Linked DNA regions of Triticum aestivum: region 1 is linked to region 2. Evidence: chromatin contacts called from public Hi-C data. All regions are on one chromosome and are shown on one strand. The core of a region is the stretch at or near the end of the contact, and the rest is flanking DNA. Distances in the headings are between cores, read along the strand shown.

Region 1 (6,004 bases), core at 733-3,232, 310 kb after region 2:
GAGATAAAAACTATGGACGGCGCCTTGACGCAAAGGGATGGTTGTGCAGCACCTGAGCACATCGCATGCAGCTGCTGGGATCGTGGAAAAGTGGTGGTGACAACACATATGATGTCGATGGTGGTGCTGCTTGAGCACCTGGTTCGAGCTCCGGGGTGAAAGCCTAGGCCTGACCCGAGTTGGTTATACCTAGCAATGGCGATGCTTTTACATCGTTACCTTCTTGAAGGCATTGCTCGGATATGCTTGTTCAGGTTCTTCAGGGTGAAAACCTAGATTCTGACCTTGGATGGTTGGATCCGGTGACGACGGCGCTTGAGCGCCAATCCCTTCCTGAAGGCGTTGCTATTGAAGAATCTCGTCGATCGTGGGATGTCATGGGATGGTTGGTGCGGATACGGTCACCGATTTAGTTTGCTGATCACCGATCTGATCGTTTTTGTGTTTTTTTATCGTCTGTGTATAGCTTTGGTCTTATTTGACTTTGCTATTTATCGGCGTGTTTTTTTGTGTGCGTGTGTGTGCGTTGATGTTGGCTGTATGCATCTTAGTTATGCAGAGGCCGGGTGTGTGCTCATTATGTTTGTATTCTCTTGATGCTTCATTCTGAGCCAATAAAATTCACCTTTTGTCGGAAAAAAAACGTATCGCTTTGCACATGTTTTCTACAGCTTTTTTGAAGTACTGCTTCACTTTTTTCTGAGTTCCTGTTTAATTTTCATGATAGATAAATTTTCCCATATGAAAAATAAAATAATTATCAATATGCAATTATTGTTGATTTTATATCTTTATTCTATTTTCATTATTGTGTACCTTGAAGAGATAAACATGAATTTTCTCTAAAATTTATGTGGACATAAAAAGATGAATGTATATTAAAAATTATTCTGTAAATTTATGTATCCTCATTGAGCACCATAAGCAAGAACAATTATTGTGTATCTTCATTATATTTTTAAAATGCACAATTATTTAAAATTGACAATATTGTATTTAAAAACTGTTCAACGTGTATTAAATATTATTGTGTGACAATAATAACTTCTAGAAATGTACTAGCATGTTAAGCGTGTTTGTAGAAATTTAAGAATAATATTACATAATATTATTTTAATAGGCATTCAACATTATCAAAAAATATGGTGAACATTTTCTAAAATAATAGGAAAATAAAAAAATGAACATGAACGTGAACGTGTATTTCAAAAACTGCTCACTTTGTTTTCAAGATAAGTTCAACTTTTTAATTCCACATCAATTTTAGAAAAAGTTCATGTTTATCTCTTCAAAGTACACAATAATGAAAATAGACAAAATTTCATATTGATAATTATTTTATTTTTTCACATGGAAAAAATTTATGTATCATGAGAACTAAACAGAAACTTCACTCGAAGAAAAACAAGATGGTAACTTGGAAATAAATATAAATAAAATTACTCCGGTAAAAGCATACGCAGAGCGATACATGCAATCATCTATATAAACTGCTTGCTGATAATTAAGCGCAAACCAGACTATGGCCACCTGGTCCGCTCGATTGTCAGAAGACGAGGATGTCACATGTTCGAATTCCCTGCACGCTCGCTTCCTGTATTTTTTTGCGATTATTACTTAAAATCAAGGGGTATTTTTGCAAGATTGATTAAAATCCAGGGGCATTCCTATAAAAAACACGCGTAGCTCACAGCGCCTGCAACCACTGACATGTGGCCCAGCGACATGTTGGCATGCCACGCGGGCACTCGATACGGCGGCATACGTCCAGAGGTACCGTATTTGAAAGTCCAAACAAGTTATGACATCACTTTTGTGTATTTTTCAAGTTTAGGCATCAAACTGACTGCGCCGGACAAGTTAGGGCACCTGTGGTGTATTTAACTCTTTGTTAGACAAACTTACGGTCGAAATTTGACCAAAATAGAGGGCTTCAACATTTTATCGCTCTTCATAATGGTGGACCCAAACGTCAGTGACGGCATCTTTCCACCCCTTAGTCCCCTTGACTGCCCTGGTGTCCGGTGGATCCGTGGGAACACATCGCTGTGGCGCAGCAAGCATGGCCAGCGGCGCCGGCGAGGATGAGGCGCCGTCAGGGTGGGCGTGGCGTTCAAGTACGGCATCTTTCACCCTGACTCGTTCCTCTTCTTACTCGCCTAGGTTTTGCTGGCCCAATCTAGTTCCGCTGACACCAGATTCAACGGCGAATTGTATGCGTTGCTGAGGTCAGGGGAGACACATCCCCGATCTCTCAATTCTTTTTCTCGTTTCCCTTTCAATGGCGAGCGACAGAAGGAACAGTCCACGATCGAGATATGGAAGAACAGGTCTTGGATTGGATTCAATAATGGAAGAACATGGAAAGGAAGGAAAAGTTTCCGCTTGCCGTCCCTTTCCTCCCCATTAGTCAATCCCCTCTCCAACCTCCAGCACAACAGTACAACACGTACTCCAATTCTCTACTGTCTAGAGGACTCCGTGCTGCTTACTGCTCACACGGTCACACCTTTTAACTGACCCATCGACACCATTCTTTGTCTCCTCCTTCTATGCTTGTCATTGCCACTTCATTGTTTGTGTCAGATCGATTACTCACCACCGGTGTCTTCCTTGCGCGGTATTGAATCCGTTCATTCTTCCGTAAAAGCGCAGTCATTGTAGCTTCCTTCATGCTATGGTGTGGTGCCATGACCATGATTGTTAGCTTCCTCCATGACCATGATTGTTATTTGTTAGCTTCATTCATGTTATGATGCTATGACCATGATTGTTAGCCTCCTTCAGTGGATATGCACGCGGCGGAGGCAGGATTTTGACACTTTTTTCTTCCACCAAATCTCCCATGCCATATCAAGTTTATGCTCCCAATCACATAACCACTTGAATCTATCTTCGGTGTTTATTGCTGTTACCGGTCACCAAGCGCTTCATGACTGTATGCTTTTCACAGAGTGTTCCTCAGACTTTTGAGAATTCCCGGATACACATGTCAACAAAGTCCCAAGTACTATAAGGGCACATCGTCACGGCTTTGCTGACAAGATTATTTTCGTGTTCCTGGATCTGGACAAGTAACCGTTCTCCTCTGCTTCTTTTCAGGGGATTGGCTCTGCCATCACAAGGAGCCTGCATCCCTGAACTCTGAATATTACCGCCAAATCGGGGATTTTTTCTCCACAACGGCGTCATGCTACGGTCCCGACTGTTCTATATTTGCTCCATTATCTTCGCATTCTATTTTGCCCATGTGCAACAGACGAGTGCACAGATCACAGCACCATGGGAAGGTAAAATCCATCTTAACCACCATACCTCTTGTTTAATTTGGTAGGTGTTCTTGTTCATTTTACATTTTCCTCATAACCATGACCCACTTGAGGAGAGATGCAAAGGAGCACACGAGTCCAGGGTGCTACATTTTTTTTTCTGCATCCTTCTTGCATTATGAGACCAACTTGCTGTACATTTGGTTCAACTGGTCTGCAGTCGATGCTTTGAGAGCTATCAGAGGCAGCTTGAGTGATCCACTGGGACGTCTCGATAACTGGAACCGTGGAGATCCGTGCGTCGGAAATTGGTCCCGTGTTATCTGTTACAATGTAACAGCAAGCGATGGATACTTTCATGTGCGGCAACTGTATGTGCATAAGTGTTCTCCTTGTCAATCATGCCCATATCATTTATACAACCCTTCTTCTTTGCTTCTATTCTGGCTTGCTTTTTGTCATGAATTGAGAACTTGGGCTTGGTCATATATATAGTTTTGTTGACTTTCTTAATAGATCATTTTGCCATCCTGGATTCTGTTTTGGTCTGTTGACAGCTTCATTTAAATAAACCAGAAAAATATTGCAGCGTTCATTACCTTCTTGCAAACCATGTTAATTATGTATCAGCATATTTGATGGAGCTGAAAGTGGAGTAAAAAAAGATGCAAAATGTGTATAGATGGAGTAGAGGAGCATTTTCCCTCTGAAAAGTGAAAAGTCTCATGCTTATTTTAATTCCAGATGAATCTAATTCCTGTGACATTTTATTATAATATGTTTCGCTTGATGATATCCTCGTATTATGTGATTATAGGGAGCTTCTACGGTTAAATTTATCTGGGACTCTAGCTCCTGAGCTTGGCCAGCTGTCTCGCATGAAAATATTGTAAGTGCAGTGAGCTGAGCTCGGTAATTATCGTGTGGATTGCCTGTTCATTTAATCCAGTCCTACATGCACAAGGGGCGACTGAGTACTTTTAATTTCCTTTCAAGGGATTTTATGTGGAACTCAATTGGTGGGAGCATTCCTAAGGAGGTTGGCAACATTACTTCCCTGGAACTATTGTAAGTCGAAATCTACACCACGGATTAGAAACATGGTCTACCTGAATCAATTTCCTTAATATATTTCTAGTTAGACATGGAGGTTATCATTTTTCTGTATATGTTAACTTAGTTATTGCTTGCAGGTGTTTCAATAAATAGTTGTTTCTCTGAGATGATTTCACAGTTCGTTTTGCTCCTGTAACAAGGTGTGCATTGTTTATATTTGCAGGCTCTTAAATGGGAACCAGTTGACTGGTTCTTTACCAGAGGAAATTGGCTTCGTTCCTAATTTGAATAGGATTCAGATTGATCAGAACCATATATCCGGATCCATACCTAAATCATTCGCTAACCTGAACAAAACCGAGCACTTGTAAGTAGGATATGTTTTAGCCTCTCTGTTAACGAGTGATAGTTATCCTTATCCTAATGGATTTCCATTTACTATCCAGTCACATGAACAATAATTCATTGAGTGGTCAAATTCCACCTGAACTGTCCAGATTACCTTCCCTTGTTCATCTGTAAGTACCTGACCTCTGCTGTACCATAATATTGGTTTTCATTTATACCCCACTGACAGTATAATTGGTTTGCAGATTGTTGGATAACAATAACTTATCTGGCTATCTTCCTCCAGAATTATTGCAGCTACCAAAACTGCTCATCGTGTATGAAGCCCACTATTGTGCAGTAGTTTGAATAATATACAGTTTTTGATTATTTTGGTTGGGTGGGCTGGATATCAATCTTTGATTATGAATTGGACTGATCTGTCGGCCCTAAATGAAGATCATAAGCAGTAGTTCTCCTGTATTTGTTGTTTTGTAGCTTAAATGAATAGTTTACGGTTTACTTACAACTTTGGGAGCAACACAAACAAAGAATGTCTGCTCCACTGTTCTCTTCTACTGAAAAGTAGCTGCTGGCCTGTTCCTTGTGATAGCTTATTCTCGTAATACTGGGAAGTTGCTTTAACTGGCATTAGCTCTGTTAGTTGTTTAGGATTACTTCTGATTTTACCCTGATCTTTAGGGCATTATTTCTTGCCAGCAGTAAATCACTGAAAGCTTGTATGCTGCTGAAACAATATAACTGCTAGTCGATTTTGCATTTTTCTGTTATTTATATACCATGAGTAATTCAAAGTAACTGGAAAGAAGACCCATAGCAACTCGAGTAACTTCCAGTTCATTTTCTTAGTCTTTTTACATGTCTTTGAGATATCACTTGTAAAGATATATATAAACATTCACTGCACGTCTAATTGCGTCTTTTCAAAATGATCCCAGCCAGCTAGACAATAACAACTTCTCGGGGAGTTCAATTCCTTCATCTTATGGCAATATCACCACACTTCTGAAGTTGTAAGTATGTTCTCCATCTCTCTGCTTTTTTAGCTATGTGCTCAAATGAATTATAATATTAATAATGATGATTTCACATTGGTCGTCATTATTGCAATGAGGATGGCCCTTAATTTGGTTGAGTTCTGCAAAAGAAATAAAGAATCTTAACTTGCTTTTCTTTTACAGTATGTATGACAGTCTCAGATTAATCTAATTGATATGGTCTATATCAGGAGTTTGAGAAACTGCAGCTTGGAAGGTCCCGCTCTTGATGCCAGTGGAATACCGCAACTTGGCTACTTGTACGTAGCATTCTGAACTACGCACTACCTATTT
Region 2 (6,069 bases), core at 260-2,759:
GGAGGCTATTGTTGCCGCTTTCAGTGGCGCAACGGATGGCCGACCTAACCACCATTGTCCAACCTCCCCTCCGATGTATGCGTGTCTAGCTATCACGCCCGCTACGGCAAGCATGATGTGTACACGTCTTGGTTGCTGCGGCCGTCAGGCATTCGTCCCTTCCCGACTGTCTCGCATTGGCATAAGAAAGAACGATATGTTGATTTTGCATAAAAAAGAACTTGGGAGTAAGGCAGTACGGGCGTCAAGAATGGACCGTAAAAGTGGCAGTACCAGTATGTTTCTTTTTATATATGAAAATGAAATATGTGTAACGCCTCACAGATTTTTCTCCAAAGAAGAAAGGAGAAGTTCACCAAAGTTGACCAATATTCAGTACCCTTTTTTTTGCGAATAGTACTAATAACATTACCTGCAAGTGCAAGCAAGGAGAACCACTGGTGCTTTGGCAAAAGGAAAGCAACACGATGCCAAAAGATTGTAGAATTACCATTGCATCACCCATCTTCTGAAACATACATGTTCTCTGTATCTTGCACTCCATTCCGTTCCTGTGAGTTTCTTTTGTTCTGAAACATACATGTTCTCTGTGACTTTTCTTGCAGATCCGCTGATGATATGCTTGGGCGCTAGATCTTCATGAATTGGTCAGTGATTGTATGAACATGAATTTGTAGTCTGACTAAGTTCTTGTTGCTCAATTATATGTGGCCATGTTGCAACTGTGTTTGCACAACTGTATTTGCATGTGACGTCGGTTTGGCCAATAGACTTTTTTTTAGATTCTCTGCTGGACCTTTTGGTAGTGTATTTAATTTTGATTGTGATGGAGTGGGACTTAAACTTCAAAGTATATTTGCATGTTAGTGTACCAAAATCTTAATTGACATTTTATATATAATGAGCAAAAAAACCTATGATCTCAAACATGCCACTGGTACAACCCATACTAAACTTGATTTGTTCTCTCAATATGGAGTGTTAATCTTCTACTCTATATGGGCTTGGAGGACACAAGCATGGCAAGTCTGGTTGGTGGAGGAGGAAAATAAGAATGATTTAATAGTAAGAAAGGGAAGATAATGCTGCTTGAGATGTGCATGGGATTCTGAATATATATGTTTGATACTTTCCCCTCATGACAGAGATTAGCTGAGGTTTGTGGTGTCCTCATAATATGCGGGGTTCCGTTATTTTATTATTTCACCCTAGGCCCCCGGTGCAATGCACGGGCAATTACCTAGTGAGTTAATAAAAGCGCTCATCAGGAGGAAAATGTACAGCCCAAATTTCCCCTAAAACGCACGATTTTTTTAATACAAGATTTATATTCACTCTTTGCAATAAACCAGCTAAAAAAAGGGGCAGTAAACCTAACAAATAAAGGGGGGGAAAGGGGCCCAAAGCGGCACTAGAAGGCCGAAGTCGTCACTGTGGCCCGCGGGGCCCGTCGCCGTCGGCCCGCTACGCACGCACGCACGCAGACAGCAGGACCTCCCCCCCAAAAAAAGACAGCAGGAATCTTCGCGAGCTATCACGACGTGTCGCGTCGCCCGTCCCCTGTCCCGTTCCCCTCCCCCGCCGTCGCTCTCGTCCTGCCGAGATTCCGCACGAGCTCAACTGCCAGCGAGCTCTCACCGCCACTCGCTGCCCCGCCCGCCCGCCAGCCAGCCAGCTACAAGATCGCCCGCCGCCTCTTCTTCTCCTCTTGCAAGCTGAGCCACTCCGCTTCCTTCTGGCTCAGATCTCTCCTCCAACTCCGAGAGTGCCCCCGGTGGCGCCCCTCCTCCGCCCCCGGACCGTCATCCCGCAGGTGAGCTGAAGCCGATCTCTCTCCGTGGCCGCTCCATGGGTGGGCTGCGAGTCGCTTGCCCGCGCCCGCCAAGTGTTCGACGGAATAGCCACGAGGTTGAGGCGTATGCCGTGCGCGCGTGTGCTTTTGCTTTCTTGAGCTGCTGCTGGCCATCCCATCCTGATTGTCACGGGTGCTGCTTAGAGGCTATCCGATCGGGATTAGTTGTGACTGAGCAGCAATTTTGAAGCTTCTGCCCGATAGGAATTTGTCCATGTGGGTAAAGGAAAAAAACATGCTGTGTGCTATGCGCGTAAGGTAGTTTCAGCAGGAAAGTTGATTACATGTTGTTGTCTGGATAGCTGCCCTGTTAGCTGTTGCTGCTAGCACTGTTTTTGAGTCGCGCGACTAGTCGTCGACTAGTCCATGAATCCCACTGCCAGATGTCAACTCAACCCCTCTCGAGTCCATCGGCCAGGCACGACTCGTCAAGAGTCTCTACCCCCAGAACGACTCGTCAATCATCGACTCGAAAACCTTGGCTGCTAGTCTCAAGCCCAGGGGACCTCATCGTTGTGTCACTTTAGGCGATCTTTTGGGCAGCTGAAATCTGGTGATGCAAGTCTGAAGTCCGTCTTCCCGTCCCAGTTCCATTTTTTCTATAGGATCTACTCCATATTTGATAGTACAAGAAGGATCACGTCTCTTTTGTATGCGTGTTCATACAGTCCTGGGGGAACTCTGCGGCAGGGAGTCCGAGACAACAGGTTATCTGCTCTTTACATGCTGCCGCGTCGCGCAGGTCTGGTGTGCCCTTGGCGTCGACCGTGGTCTCCGCTGCAGCGATATCTGGGAGGTCCCGTCTCCTCCTCTTGCACCTCAAAAGCACTGGCCTGCTGTGCGACTTCTCCTTTGGCGAATTTGGAATCATCGGCACGATGTGGTGTTCCAAAGCAAACGTCCTGCTGTCAGCCATGCCGTCGCCGCTGCTGCCGGCGACCTCAAACTTTGGTCCTTCCGCCTGAAGCCTGAAACCGTGGAGACCTGGCAGTTTGGAGCCCATTCCTCCAAAACCTGGACCTGTGATCTCCCTGCAGTTCTGCTTATTTCTTTCCCTGCCTGAATTTTTGTTGGGTAGAAAGCCACAAAACTCTTATCTGTACTCTCCCAGGGCTCTGGGTTTGCTGCTTTGCAGCTTGAGAAATACATATTCAGGTGGGGCGTCTTGCCCACCGGTGACTTCTCAAATAAAAAGAAGTCCTGGGGGAAGCATAAGCCATGAACTGTTGCCTTGACATCTGCTTTTCTTCTCAGTGTCGATCTCACTTAATCCTTTAGTACTTATAATATACATCTCGCACATTTGCTGATGGTGATCGTTCACAACCTTTCCCACGCAAAGAAGTCTGAAACTTTTGTTTTTTTTTTTCCTGTTTGCAGGTGTGAGACCGGTGCATTGCTTGGTTGACCCCTACTTCTGGAAATGCTTGATTCACTTATTAGCCATGTAATAAGATCCTCAAACAGCTCTGACTCGTTTTTTGCTGCGCTGTCATCTTCACTTTATCTGACACTTAGTAAAAGCACTGATGTGCCATATTTATCTTGTTGGCCTAGGACCCAAAGGTGTTGACTGAGAAGAAGCCTGATGAGATAATTGCGACTGGTGTTGTTGAAAGTCTGCAGAATTTTCTGCGCAAGTGCATCATAGCTGTCCTCTCATATGGCCCGATGCCTAAACACATCGCGTTTATTATGGACGGGAACCGCAGATATGCCAAGTCCAGAAGTATCAAGCAAGGCACCGGTCACAGCGTGGGGTTCGCTGCTCTAATGGCAAGTCTTATCTACTGTTACGAGATGGGTGTCAAGTACATCACGGTGTATGCATTCAGCATCGACAATTTCAAACGTGACCCTAGCGAGGTCAAGACCTTGATGGAATTAATGGAGGAAAAGATCAACGAGCTGTTGGAAAACAAGAATGTCATCAACAAGGTTAACTGCAAGATCAACTTCTGGGGGAACCTGGACATGCTTCCCGAACCAGTGCGGTTGGCAGCCCAGAAGCTGATGGCGAGCACCGCCGAGAACACAGGACTGATCTTCTCCGTCTGCATGCCGTACAATTCGACCTCCGAAATCGCCAACGCCGTCACCGAGCTCTGCAAAGAACGGAGGGATATGATGCAGGGGCAGCAGGCCAGTGGCCGCAACGGCCACCCCGCAAATGGCGGTGCACATTTGGATATCTCGGTGGCCGACCTGGACCGCCACATGTACACCGCTGGCTGCCCGGACCCGGACATTGTGATCCGGACCTCGGGCGAGACCCGGCTGAGCAACTTCCTCCTGTGGCAGACGACGTTTAGTCATCTGCAGAACCCGGACCCCCTCTGGCCTGAGTTCTCCTGGAGGCACCTCGTCTGGGCGATACTGCAGTACCAGAGAGCCTACCCGTACATCGAGCAGAACAAAGGTCTGGCAAAGAAGCAGCTGTGAGTGAGGGATCTCATCTCCTTCGCAAGGAGATATATGTAGATGGTCATCCAGAAGACACAATAATAACAGACAGGGCTGGCAGAGAAGCGTCAGTCTGTGAATAAGGGATCTGATCTCCTTTGGGAGGAGATAAGCAGATACCAAGAAAAGATAGTTACAGCAACATGTTGGAAGTTTGCCCTTGCTATTTTTCGTGTATGAGAGGAGTATAATTATGGGAGCCATGTGTATTATGATGTACAATTCTCCGTTTTACTGTCGTGTTAAATTAAACGTTGGCAATGGCTTGCCACTTCGCCTGAATAAGGAGCCAAATCGAGGAAATTGTAAAGCGTCACAATATATATTCAGTACTCATTTGTACTCCCAAGGCATATAATTCACATTTGCCTCGTTTTCATAGCTACTTACAAGAAGCTTGTTGTGAAGGACTCTTGTTATTAATGCTATCTGCTATGGTGCTAAGTTTATGATTCCTGGATGGCTCCGGTTTGAGAATGACATTGATGTTGGGGAAGTGGTTGTTCTCATGACGACCAAGGGGGAGGTGATTGCCATTGGTATCGCTGAGATCCCAACTGCTGTTATGGCGACTGATGACCATGGCGCGGCAGCGAAGATCAAGAGGGTGGTCATGGACAGAGGCACATACCAGGAAATGGGAACTTGGTCCGGTGGCAGCGTCCGAAAGATGATGAACGAGGGCTCCTTGATAAGCATGGGAAACCAACTGAGAAGACCCCAGCTGAGTGAATATTCAATCCCGAGCCTAAGGCTCATCTGCACCCGGTGAACAGAATTCATGGCAAAAATGACAAAATCCGGCCTGAACAGTATGCAAACAGTAAACTTCTCACAGATCCCAAATTGTCTTTTTTTGCTGAGAACTACTCAGATGCCCAAACACAATGAAATTTGTCACGTACATCACGCACTTGAACATCTCCCACGGGTGAAGATGCACCTGAGGGCCAAAACACCCTCCTCCTGTGCTTCCTACTGGTGTGCAGGGATTGTTAGCATTGCAGCTGCTCCTGAACCCGATAAGGTAAAAGTGGAACACCATGATGTGGTGCCAAGTGAGGATTTCAAGAAGAAAAAAGAGAAAGACCCATCAGGATATGATGTAACTGGGGGAGAACAGAATAGTGAGAAGAAGAAGAAGAAGAAGAAGAAGAAGAAGAAAGGCGGTGACGTTGTTGCTCTAGAGACTACAGAAGTTGAGAAGAGTGTGAAGAAAAAAAACACAGAGGCACAATAGATACTCCCTCCGTCCCATAATGTAAGACATAGGATGGTCATGTTTTTGGTTGCAATTCTATGTAGGCTGCAACGCTGAGCTCGTCCATGTAGCTAGTGATGAAACCACATGTCGCAAAAGGGGCTTGGAACTTGCCCTCAAAGATTATGTCCCTCCGAGCTTTCCAGATCACTTCGACATGCCCCGCTTCGTTCGATTGTTCTTCCAATGAAAAGAGCCAGTTCTTTGCCGCCGGTTGCGTACAAAGCTTGAGGCGTTCGTACAAGTCTTCATCCAATAATATCTGGCCATCCTGCCCTCGACGAGTGAATGCCTCCGCGAGTGTCCCGTGTAGTCGCAAATGGAGCATGTCTTCGATGTGGCCATGTTCCTCCTGTGAGCAATGTCCGCTGTGGGTAAACTATGCCTTGCCAACCGTCATGCAAAGATTATTAGCTTGGACGGTAACTTTTTTGCCAAATGTGGGTGTCTTGTCCATTGCCGATCCCGCGGATCAGGCCTTGCTTGAGAACCT

What was found. A called contact is a pair of places that touch in the nucleus more often than the background predicts.
Region 1: a contact with region 2 is called in a Hi-C map of leaf, with 4 times the contacts expected there. The contact joins the promoter of LOC123157091 here to the promoter of LOC123158859 in region 2. A contact is called at or near these places in 2 of 5 Hi-C or Micro-C datasets (both in leaf).

The regions. Positions count from the first base shown.
Region 1 is chr7B:31,227,000-31,233,003 of IWGSC CS RefSeq v2.1, forward strand. LOC123157091 (probable LRR receptor-like serine/threonine-protein kinase At1g06840) reads left to right here and starts at 1,983. Exons shown (of 21, transcript XM_044575333.1): 1 at 1,983-2,117; 2 at 3,103-3,290; 3 at 3,490-3,640; 4 at 4,087-4,158; 5 at 4,266-4,337; 6 at 4,549-4,692; 7 at 4,772-4,843; 8 at 4,919-4,990; 9 at 5,612-5,686; 10 at 5,902-5,970. The coding sequence starts at 3,191.
Region 2 is chr7B:30,917,293-30,923,361 of IWGSC CS RefSeq v2.1, forward strand. It overlaps LOC123158859 (dehydrodolichyl diphosphate synthase CPT3), which reads left to right and starts at 1,510. Exons shown (of 3, transcript XM_044576679.1): 1 at 1,510-1,813; 2 at 3,233-3,299; 3 at 3,410-4,687. The coding sequence starts at 3,276. The coding sequence ends at 4,294.